Regions from separate parts of the Bombyx mori genome. Here region 1 is linked to region 2. Evidence: chromatin contacts called from public Hi-C data. All regions are on one chromosome and are shown on one strand. Each heading gives the region's core, a stretch centred on a gene start, on an enhancer-like site or on the middle of the called end of the contact. The rest is flanking DNA. Distances are from core to core; before and after follow the strand shown.

What was found. Hi-C and Micro-C count contacts between places; a contact is called where the count stands out from the background.
Region 1: a contact with region 2 is called in a Hi-C map of midgut, with 2.0 times the contacts expected there. The contact joins two enhancer-like sites. A contact is called at or near these places in 4 of 7 Hi-C or Micro-C datasets (midgut, posterior silk gland and whole pupa).

What each region holds. Positions count from the first base shown.
Region 1 is chr5:2,836,357-2,841,890 of ASM3026992v2, reverse strand. All of the region lies in intron 1 of LOC101741547 (solute carrier organic anion transporter family member 74D), which reads left to right. Among protein-coding and RNA genes, the nearest start is that of LOC101741547, 19 kb to the left of the region's middle. Within about 2 kb of position 3,815, at least 6 of the 8 cell types and tissues checked have open chromatin away from gene starts, as enhancers often do.
Region 2 is chr5:2,789,760-2,795,325 of ASM3026992v2, reverse strand. It overlaps LOC101741547 (solute carrier organic anion transporter family member 74D), which reads left to right. Exons shown (of 11, transcript XM_012695706.4): 3 at 1,690-1,830. Among protein-coding and RNA genes, the nearest start is that of Mir3367, 16 kb to the left of the region's middle. Within about 2 kb of position 4,050, at least 8 of the 8 cell types and tissues checked have open chromatin away from gene starts, as enhancers often do.

The sequences.
Region 1 (5,534 bases), core at 2,566-5,065, 47 kb before region 2:
CTATTAAAAGTTTACACAATTGCATTTAAAAATTTAGATAAACAAAAACAAAGGGAACCTCACTTCCACATCGTCCCACGATCGTTGACATTGTTGCACTACTTACTGTAAACGTCACAATATCCGATTGTAATTTATGTACTTACATATGAGAAGCTGAGAAGTGCGCGCTCGGGATGGTATGGACATGTGATGAGACGAAATGAAAATGAGGTTGGTAAGAAAATGTTAACTATGAATGTGGAAGGATATAGAGGAAGAGGTAGACCTAAGAAGAAATGGATGGATTGCGTGAAAGACGATATGGGTAAAAGGGGAGTGAGCGAAGAAATGGTATATGGTAGAAGACATGTTGAAACATGAGAAAACATGTTGCGTTGACCCCAGGTAACTGGAAGAAGGACAGGATAATGATGATATGAGGCCGTAAGCACAAAAGTGGCCTATCCTACATTTTTATATTCGTGGTTCTACTAGATTGCAATTTATTTAAAACGTAATAAATTTTGGTGCAAAACCGACCTATCCCTAGTTTCGTCCATAGATAACAGATGGCTTTGTCAACATTTATTTTTGCGCGTTTTGTTTTTTCCTATTAGGTGTAAAAGTAAATTCAGACCTCGTTGTCTCCATACTTACTATAGTAAGCTCAGGCCACTTTTGCGCTGACGGTCTCATATGTATGTACATATTATATCCGATTAAGTAAAGTCGAACGGTAGTGTGAGCCTCTCAAACCAGCGGTCCCGTGATTGGGAACTGCCGAACCGCCTTGCCGCGGCACGCATCCAACAGTGAAACTTCAATACTAATTTATGTTTTATTAGTATCTCGATAGGCATTATTGTGTCACGGACGAAACAATAATAATATAATAGACATAGCAGTTCCTAACACCAATAATATACAGAAATCAATAGCTGAAAAAGTAAATAAATATACAGAATTAAAGGAAGAAATTTTAAGAATCTGGAAAATGAACAAAGTCCGTCCGAAATCGTACCACTGGTGCTATCCAGTACAGGCGTTATACCTAAACACCTACTCCAATCTTTAAAAATATTAGACATAGCCGAGAACACGTACATGACCATGCAAAAAGCCGCAATATTAAACACATGCCGCATAGTCCGTCAATTCTTGCAGGAAGACATAAATATTCTGCAAGTAGAAAATGAAGCTCACTTGGCATAGGCCCGTGATCTTCATTATACCGAAATATCTTAAGTATTTCGAGAAACACAATACAAAAATAATAATAATACTTTTTTTTTTCAGAATTAAATTCCATATGTAGTGTTAGTAATACAAAATCTTTCTTTAAAAAAAGCAGTTCATTTTATTATAGAAGTCGTCGTGGCCTAAAGGATAAGACGTCCGGTGCATTCGTATGTAGCGATGCACCGGTGTTCGAATCCCGCAGGCGGGTACCAATTTTTCTAATGAAATACGTACTCAACAAATGTTCACAATTGACTTCCACGGTGAAGGAATAACATCGTGTAATAAAAACCAAACCCGCAAAATTATAATTTGCGTAATCACTGGTGGTAGGACCTCTTGTGAGTCCGCACGGGTAGGTACCACCACCCCGCCTATTTCCGCCGTGAAGCAGTAATGCGTTTCGGTTCGAAGGGTGGGGTAGCCGTTGTAACTATACTGAGACCTTAGAACTTATATCTCGAGGTGGGTGGCGCATTTACGTTGTGGATGTCTATGGGCTCCAGTAACCACTTAACACCAGGAGGGCTGTGAGCTCGTCCATCCATCTAAGCAATAAAAAAAAAAAAAAAAATTTTGCATTGACCATGGCTGGTCTTGAGCCAACATGGACTTCATTCCAGTGCCTCAGTATAGGGCAGCAATAGCGACTCCCTATCGCGGCCAGGAGGCTGTTCGGGCTGACCCGGAGCCGGCACCACGCGGAGGCCACGCGCTTACGAATGATCGCGTAAAAGCCATCTATGTGAGCCTCCGCAAACATCGTCGACGCGCTACAGTACCGAGACAGCCCCATCAGTGCCTTGAAGCCCTTGTTGTATTGGACGCGCAGGGCTCCAAACGTCTTTTGAGTGTACTCAGTCCACAGACTGCAGGTGTAAAAGGACTGACAATATGCCCTAAATAGTGTGTGCTTGACTTCATCCTTACACCGTGCGAATCTGCGGGCGAGCATGTTAGCTCTCACAGCCAAAGCCCTAAGCTCCCTCTTAATGTCCAATTCATCAAACATGCTAACAATGAATGGTTTTTATATTATTTTTTTTTATTGCTTAGATGGGTGGACGAGCTCACAGCCCACCTGGTGTTAAGTGGTTACTGGAGCCCATAGACATATAAAACGTAAATGCGCCACCCACCTTGAGATATAAGTTCTAAGGTCTCAGTAAAATTACAACGGCTGCCCCGCCCTTCAAACCGAAACGCATTACTGCTTCACGGCAGAAATAGGCAGGGTGGTGGTACCTACCCGTGCGGACTCACAAGAGGTCCCAACAAAGGAAAAAAATAATGTCGCCGAATTAAAGCGTTTACTTACAACAGTGATAAGGTTAAAAAACCTCTAAAAATAGATTTGTGTTTTATGTTCGGTGTCCGTTGGTCCTTTTTACAACAAAGATCTGAAAAAAATAATAACAAAGGGTTTTGTTTTGACGGGATTTAATAGTTCACGAACGATCTTGTTTCAGTAAACACAGCCTTCGTGTGTGGTTAGAGAACCCCGAGTATACTCAGCTGAATTTGTTCTTTGAAAAATGTATTTTTTTTTCTTCTGACGACAAATAAATGGAGAACTATTAATAACAAAACAATTTTTTATTTTCTGCAACGGTTTCTTTAGACGCGAAAAGGTTTCTGAACTGCTACAGAAGGTCTGTGTTCGAAGGGTGACTGTTGAGTGACTTGTTTATTTGAGGAATACATTAGGACGGATGAAGGTTTTTATTTTTATAATAATGAATGCGTTTGAATAAGCATTATGATATTTGTAAAACAAGTGAGTTTCCTATTGACTTTTTCAAATGAGTTCAATAAAATTTTATAACTAATGTGGAAATAATTCGCTAGTTTCAATTATGATAACGGCTTTTCTCGGATAAAATTATTATCATAATTCCTCTGTTTCTTATTTTAGTGTAATACCGAAAACGATTTTGCCTTAGAAATAACCTTTTTGTGGTTGATAACCTCATTATCTGTCGGTCCATTAGACTCGCCTCTATGTATTATTTAGGTTCGCGTGTAATTTTACTGTCAGCAAATGAACAGGACTGCTCGATAAGCTAAAATAGTGCTCTGAGGAATTGTTCGAGATGATACCGGCATCTCGTTTTTACCATCGCACCGCCCGCCACCGGAGTAGAGTTCATCCATACTACCTGGAGCCACTGCGGTCATCCACAGTGCGTTTCCAGAGGTCTTTTTTGCCACGTACCATCCGGCTATGGAATGAGCTCACCTCCACGGTGTTTCCCGAGCGCTATGACATGTCCTTCTTCAAACGAGGCTTGTGGAGAGTATTAAGCGGTAGACAGCGGCTTGGCTCTGCCCCTGGCATTGCTGAAGTCCATGGGCGACGGTAACCACTCACCATCAGGTGGGCCGTATGCTCGTTTGCCTACAAGGGTAATAAAAAAAAAAAAAATAGGAATTATTAATCAGTATTTAGTGCATTTGATCATATTTTTACGAGGGGGTGACTGAAGATAGCCGTTTCTGGGTTAGGAAATTCGGAACGCATTCTCACTCGGTAAGATCGGTACAGAGGAGCTGTGACGTAAGTGAGCGGTGACTATTCGACCAGGCTTTTCGGCGTGGCCCCCACCAGTACGTTTTGTTTACAAGAGCGACGCCTCCATGCCGGCACTCCGTGGTCGGCCAGCACGCGAAACGCGACGCCATTCGGTAACAAATTACCGCCAATAATCATCGGAATAACGATTGATAAGTGATACCCCCGGAGCGTTGAGGCCCCTCGGACAGACTACCGGTTCTAAACGAAATAAAAACTGGAGCCATTATAAACCGCGTCGTATCGTTACACATTAGATCATATCCGCGAATTTCAACGTGCGTCCAGTGTTTGCAGAGGATCGTCATATCGTCGCCGAAAATCTTCGTAAGTCACAAGTTGATACTTTTGATCGTTCGCGTTTCGAACTAGACCATTTAGATATATTACGCAAGCAGTTATGAAATACATGCAAATGTTCAGTTTCAAAATTCGTATCGTAAAATATCGTTTAGATGCTCTAACATTTACATATTGTTTTTTTTTTTTTTTCGATGATATAGAAACTCGTAAATATGTTTAATTTTTTTTTTGTAGGTTCTCGTTTTTAAACATCGGCACTCTGTATGTTTGTATGCGCATGAAGGTCGTAATTTTGTGTCACTTACGTTCCTTTTCGAAATAAATAAAAAAACCGGTTGGGATCTTTTTTAAGCTGGTGCAATAAAATTAACATATCAGTGCTGGAGATCGGTGCGTGTGTTTTGTCGCGTACAGGCACGACATAGGTCTGGGGTTATTCGCGGAGAGAATACCCGTTTCAAGTCAGATTTCATTAATGAAAGTTACATTAGTTGTGTTTTATTAGCATCCTTTTGGTTTTAAACTTTGTCGTGTAGCGTAAAATGATAAAAAAAGATGTGTGGTGTCGTGGGACACCGGATGGGAACGAAGTACCTTATTATAAAAATATTAATTTTAAGTTCTATTCGAGGTATAAAGAAACTAATTATTTAATAAAAATAAAACTACTTTACAAAATTATCAACTTTATTTTATTCAAAATGATTTATAAAAAATATATAATAATATACAACAAAGAAACAGCTATTTATATCAATAATAATAATAACCGTCATCACTTAGACTATACATTATATACTGTATAGCTATCATACTAAGACTATACATAAATAATAAAAATATTACGTTACGGACGTTTTTTCCCGGTTAGTGTACCCGACCGCATCGTCCCATAAGGTACTTCGTTCCAAAAATTCCCAATAAATAAACAGACATATACATATGTATGTAATTCACGTTGCCAATGCAAACAGTGATATCTCCCTTTATCCAAACGTTACGAAATATTATTGGAATGAATATATTTACCGCGTTTCGATAACACGATCCTGTTTTTCAATATAAAAATGTTACCGAAAATAATAAGTTCTTTATGAAATGTTAAAAAAACAAATGCTTGCTCTTTACTTGTAGTAGGACCTCTTTTGAGTCCGCATGGGTAGGTACCACCACCCCGCCAATTTCTGCCGTGAAGCAGTAATGCGTTTCTGTTGGAATGGTGGGACAGCCGTTGTAACTATACTGAGACCTTAGGACTTATGTCTCAAAGTGGGTGGCGCATTTACGTTGTAGATGTCTATGGGCTCCAGTAACCACTTAACATCAGGTAGGCTGTGAGCTCGTCCACACGTCCAAGCAATAAATAAAAATTGTACGTTTGCGTTACGCTTCAAAAGGAGCCTCATAATTTTTATGCTCCATGAATCATTGAGTTGAG
Region 2 (5,566 bases), core at 2,801-5,300:
AGCCGGAGTTTTAGTAACAAATATGAGTACTGTTTCAATAAATAAAAACACAATAGGATATTGCATGTTCGATAATCAGCGCGCGAGTTGAACGCACATTGGTTTTTTGGCAAACGATGGCTGTCCGCTTCTCGGAAAGATTACATTCAGAACCCTAAGTACCTGATTGTTTGCCGGTCACCGAACCCGGAGCGGTTCTTCGTTATTTTATTATAACTGGTTTCGATTTAATTTCGTTATCTGGGACAGTCCTTTCGTGACTCAAAACTTCTCCCTCGGCCCATCGAGATAGTGTCGATGAGCGCTACAAGTACTTTATTGATTATCATTTTGATGGGGCCGTTTTGTGATACGTTGCATTTGGCACCTGTCAACGAACTGGTGAACTTTTCACTGGTGGTAGGACCTCTTGTGAGTCCGCACGGGTAGGTACCACCACCCCGCCTATTTCCGCCGTGAAGCAGAAATGCGTTTCGGTTCGAAGGGTGGGGTAGCCGTTGTAACTATACTGAGACCTTAGAACTTATATCTCGAGGTGGGTGGCGCATTTACGTTGTAGATGTCTATGGGCTCCAGTAACCACTTAACACCAGGTGGGCTGTGAGATCGCCCATCCATCTAAGCAATAAAAAAAAAAAAAGTTCTTTAAAGTATGGAGAGTTAATTATTGTTTTTGCTTGATTAATGAGAAAAGATCGGTAGGCAGCGGGTTTGCTCTGCCCCTGGTATTGCTGAAGTCCATGGACGACGTAAACCATTCATCATCATGTGGGCCGTATGCTCGTCTGCCTACAAGGGCAATAAAAAAAAAGCAAATTCGTAACTTTTATAGGATTGCGAACATATTCTCTAAAATATGAAAATTATCATATGATTAATTACGTTATTATTCAACATAAAAAATATATTTCGAATCGTAATAAGAATTTGGATTAAATTTATAATTAATGGATGAACATTTAGAAAAAGAAATATCCTAACTGTCGTCCGTTCCATTAATAAATTAGATAGTAAAATTAAAATACTGTAAACGCGCGCCTTCAATATTTGTCCGGCGGAGGTGTGGTCGTGTGTAATAAATAAACTCTGCTTGCAAATGAATCGCATTAAATTGTAATTAAATGAATTTACATAGGAGTCGAGTTGTTTGTTGACGCGTCGCTCGATCACGTGTTGCGTTCGACAAGTGGATGCGCGTCGAATGCCAAAGGATCGTTGACATCGCCAATACTTCATACGTTAATTTATTGTGACCGGTTCAATGACCCGCAATTAGCCCCCGTGCCCTAGCCCTATTGAGATAAACGACCGCGGTCCGTTCTCTAAGGCGAACCCTCGCGTTTTACATAGCAACAATCTTTCCATCTGCGATTGTTTTAATACTAATTAGAATTGTTCAGTAGATCTTGAAGAATCACTGTTACTCAGTAGAGCGTTCAAGTGTGAAAGTATTTTTTTTAAGATGTGTGTTGCAATCGATTCTGATAATTTTAATGTAATAAGATTAAATGTCTCGTGAGAAATAGCATGCTTAGTTGTTGTTCATTGTGCTTGGACATTTTCATATTTTGTTTCGATTGTATAGGTTTATGTCTAGATGAATGCTCATAAATTTGCGTTAAATTATAAAGTAACCTGACAATTAAATAGAGATGTTGTATTTATATATTTTTTTATTGTTGTCATCAGCTATCACGATTGGCATCAGGGTGATCGGACCGGCGCTGGGATTCATGCTCGGTGCGTTTTGCACGAGGGTCTACGTCAATCCTCTAGTCGATCCAGGATTCGATTCCAGCGACCCAAAATGGGTCGGCGCATGGTGGCTCGGTAAGTCTAATTATTTTTATAAACATTTATCTATTTCAGCACTTAGTACTTAACGGTAGGCAGCGACTTGGCTCTGCTCCTGGTATTGCTGAAGCCCATGGGCGACGGTAAGCACTCACCATTAGGTGGGCCATACGTTCGTCTGCCTACTAGATTCACGATTGATATTTTAAACCGCAGTTCAGATAACAAAGGCTGTATGTCGAGTGATTTAGTCGTTTTGCTCAATGACCCACCAGTGACAACTCACGTAGCTTCAATTAATTCTGTAATTCAGTGTGCTTAGTGCGAGTTTCTTAACGTTCTCGATAGCGTAAAAGTTAACTCATATTTGTATGGAATGGGATCGTTTGCGTACGTTTGCCGGTAGGGGCGCTGTTCCAACTGCATACAAAATTGGCTTAACTTTTACGCTAACGAGAACGTTAAAAAACTCACACCAAGCACACTGCATGTCTTCTAGTATGGTAACCGGTTAATTTACGCCTTCCAGGCTCTTAGTGACTTTTCAAATTCGCAAAGCACTTGTCGTAGAGACCGGCCGGCCGCTTCGACAGTTTCGCGCATGACAACTTGCGTCCTTTTACCTGCAATTACGACTCATTAGGCCGAGGCTCCGTGCAAGCGTGCGGTTACCGTCCAACACGCATAATATCCATTTCTAATTAACTTGTCAGCCAATAGCGTACGACTGCACTACCATCACATAATACACGCTGTTTCGTTTCACGCTAACTCATTAATTGTTCGTTTGTAGAATATTTTAAGCGTTCGTTTTGATTTAATTACATGAATTTTGTTGCTAGGCAGATAAAATGCCTATTTGTGCCATGAAGCAGTAATGCGTTTCGGTTTGAAGGGTGGGGCAGCCGTTGTAACTATACTTGAGACCTTAGAACCTGTATCTCAAGGTGGGTGGCGTATTTACGTTCTAGATGTCTATGGGCTCCTGTAACCACTTAACACCAGGTGGGCTGTGAGCTCGTCCAACCATCTAAGCAATAAAAAAAAAATATTATTAGAGTGAACCAAGCGACAAGATAGTCGTTCAAATGGTTCGATTGGTTGTGTTTAAGAAAAACTTCATGACACGCTGAAATTTTGAATGTAAACAATTGTAAAGTGTTGCATTGTCGTCGAGTGTCGCTTTGGAAATTGTGGCATTCCTTCGCGCCGCCACCATCTACCGTTATCGAAGCGTTTAAACAGATTTGCGCGCAAAACCCACGAAGAAAGCACGCGCGTGACCAAATTGCCAACGCAACTTCGCTTGCGCACCGAGCGCTCGCTTACATTTTGCAAATCACCATTGAGGCCCGTCCCCTTATTTACATTGTTACAAGGTTCAAATTTGATAGGTGACAGTTTGGGCGTTTGTATCTTAAATCTGTAGAAATTTGCCGCGACCGTGTCCCGACTGTCAATTACGTGAATTCGCAAATACGCGTAGAACGGTTTCCGCGTATTTCCTTATTGTCCCACTCCCGTCCGCTCATGAATGAAGTTCTGAATTTTAATATGACAGTTTCGTACAATGTACAAAACTATAGTAATATAAAATTGTTGCATTATGCATACCTCTGATACATAATTAATAGTCAAATGATGATTTACATTCGAATGAATGGGATTTACATTAAAATTATGCTCTAAAAGCGCACGTCGGGTTTCCAATAATAATCAGTGAATAATTAATTTATAAAAAGATATATAAATACGGATGAAACTGCATAGAACGGTGGCCCGACCAATTAATTTGTAGATAATCTTGTTGTAGCTTGTTAATCTTAGCCATGATACTGCGATGTCGTTTACCTATGGCATTTCACACCGCTTTTGTATTGAATAAAAATAAATTTTCTCAACGGGTAATGAACATACAAATCGCATGTTGCAACACGATAATCGATACTCATTACAAGCTTCCCTCATTCGGCATTAATCAAGTTCTGAATTCAATGTAATCGTTTCTCGGAAAGGGGTGTTCGGGGCGATCTTGTATTTATTTCACCATGATGAATTGCGCACACTGTACGACAGTTGTTACGCGTGCATCGTTCATTTATTTGGATACGTTGATGAGTTCACGCGCGTCGGAGTGGCGATGTATCCGCAGCGGGCATTACTGATCGTATTTTTCGCATTCCCGAGATGCTTTCGCTTTTTCTCGGGTGGGATAGTGCGGCGTCACGCAGCGTCGCAGCGCACGCCGCCAGTTACATAACGAGTGTTACATCACGCCGCGTCACGATCGCTAAAATAAGCACTATGCGTGCCCGGTCACGGCCAAGGCTGAGCGCGCCTTGTTGCCGACAATTATGCCTTCGACGATGCCCGTAATGAGGATTTAGTGGGTGGACACGCGACCGCGCCGCCGCCGCGCTCACTTTTACTTTTAAACCGGTTACGAGTTGACCTTCGTCTTTCTATCTCGTCTATATTTTTCTAGTATCGGATACTTTGATACACCACCCGATTCTCCGCTTTCTCAATTGAGCGAACGTAAAAATAACGTGGACGTATCTACGGTGGATACGTACAGTGTCTAGCGAACGCCCTTGACTGATCGTCGACCGGCCGGCCTTGTGAACGCGCAAATGTTTTCTGTTTGCATCTATCGCTTGTAATTGTGTTTTCAAACTTGGAAATATTTGGAATAGCTCCTCACGCGAACGGGAAATCCTTGTGCTCCAATTTAACGATCGGTTACCGGTTCGTATATATATATATATATAATAAATTCACAGCGAGACTCAAGGTATTTCTAATCTAGTTACGAATTCGAATTGATTAACGTTTCATCTGATCGTACCGCTAGAGGTACGATAATTCTGCTAATTAGAATATTCCATAGCTCTGATACGTTGTGTACACAGCGAATGACTGGTCCATATAAGTTAGCCACGAATTCTGTTTGTTCGTTAGCGATTTTTTATTCGGCACATTGTTGCTTGATGATATCCTTTGCATGTTTTATTTGCAAGAATAATAAATCTGTTTATGGTATTCATTAGGGTACAAAACGTACGAGTCGAGATTAAATTAAATATTTGCATTATGTTTTACCATGACTCTCATAACAAACTTCTATAATGTAATAAATATTAAGGAATGTACACATGTAATCGGTAATCGGTTACCTAGGAGGCCTTACCTTTGTAATTGGCGTAGGTGAGCATGTTAAGTGGTTACGGAAGCCCATGTACATACTATGGTCGATCTTGCGTGATTCATTATCATCATCATCATAGCCCACAATCATCCAGTTCTGGACATAGGCCTCTCCCAATCCACACCACTGAGCCCGGTCTTCGACTCTCCTCATCCACCTTTTACGTGATTAGGTGTCGATAGGAGAAAAAGCAATCCAGCCTTGGCAGATCGGGCAATGTGTTTACTGCGTGGCTGATAGCGAACCGACAAGACTTCTAACCAATCGTACTTTAGATATTAATTTGAGGAGGAAAAAAAAAATTAGAAATAAATTAAGGGGACGTTATCCTTTTCGAAAAAAGTTGACCCTCTCTGAGTTTTCTAGTTTGAGGTTTTAAGTTTTAAGTATCAAAATTGTTTTGTTCCTCCATATTTTTGTGAAAATTATTATGAATATATAGAAAGACTTACTTTTTGAGAAATAACGCGAAGAATGTTAATTTTAAGCAGGCGGTCGCTCGTAATACTCACGCCAAATGCATCATGACAAGGGTATGCGCCACGCTGACTCCTCATAATGTGG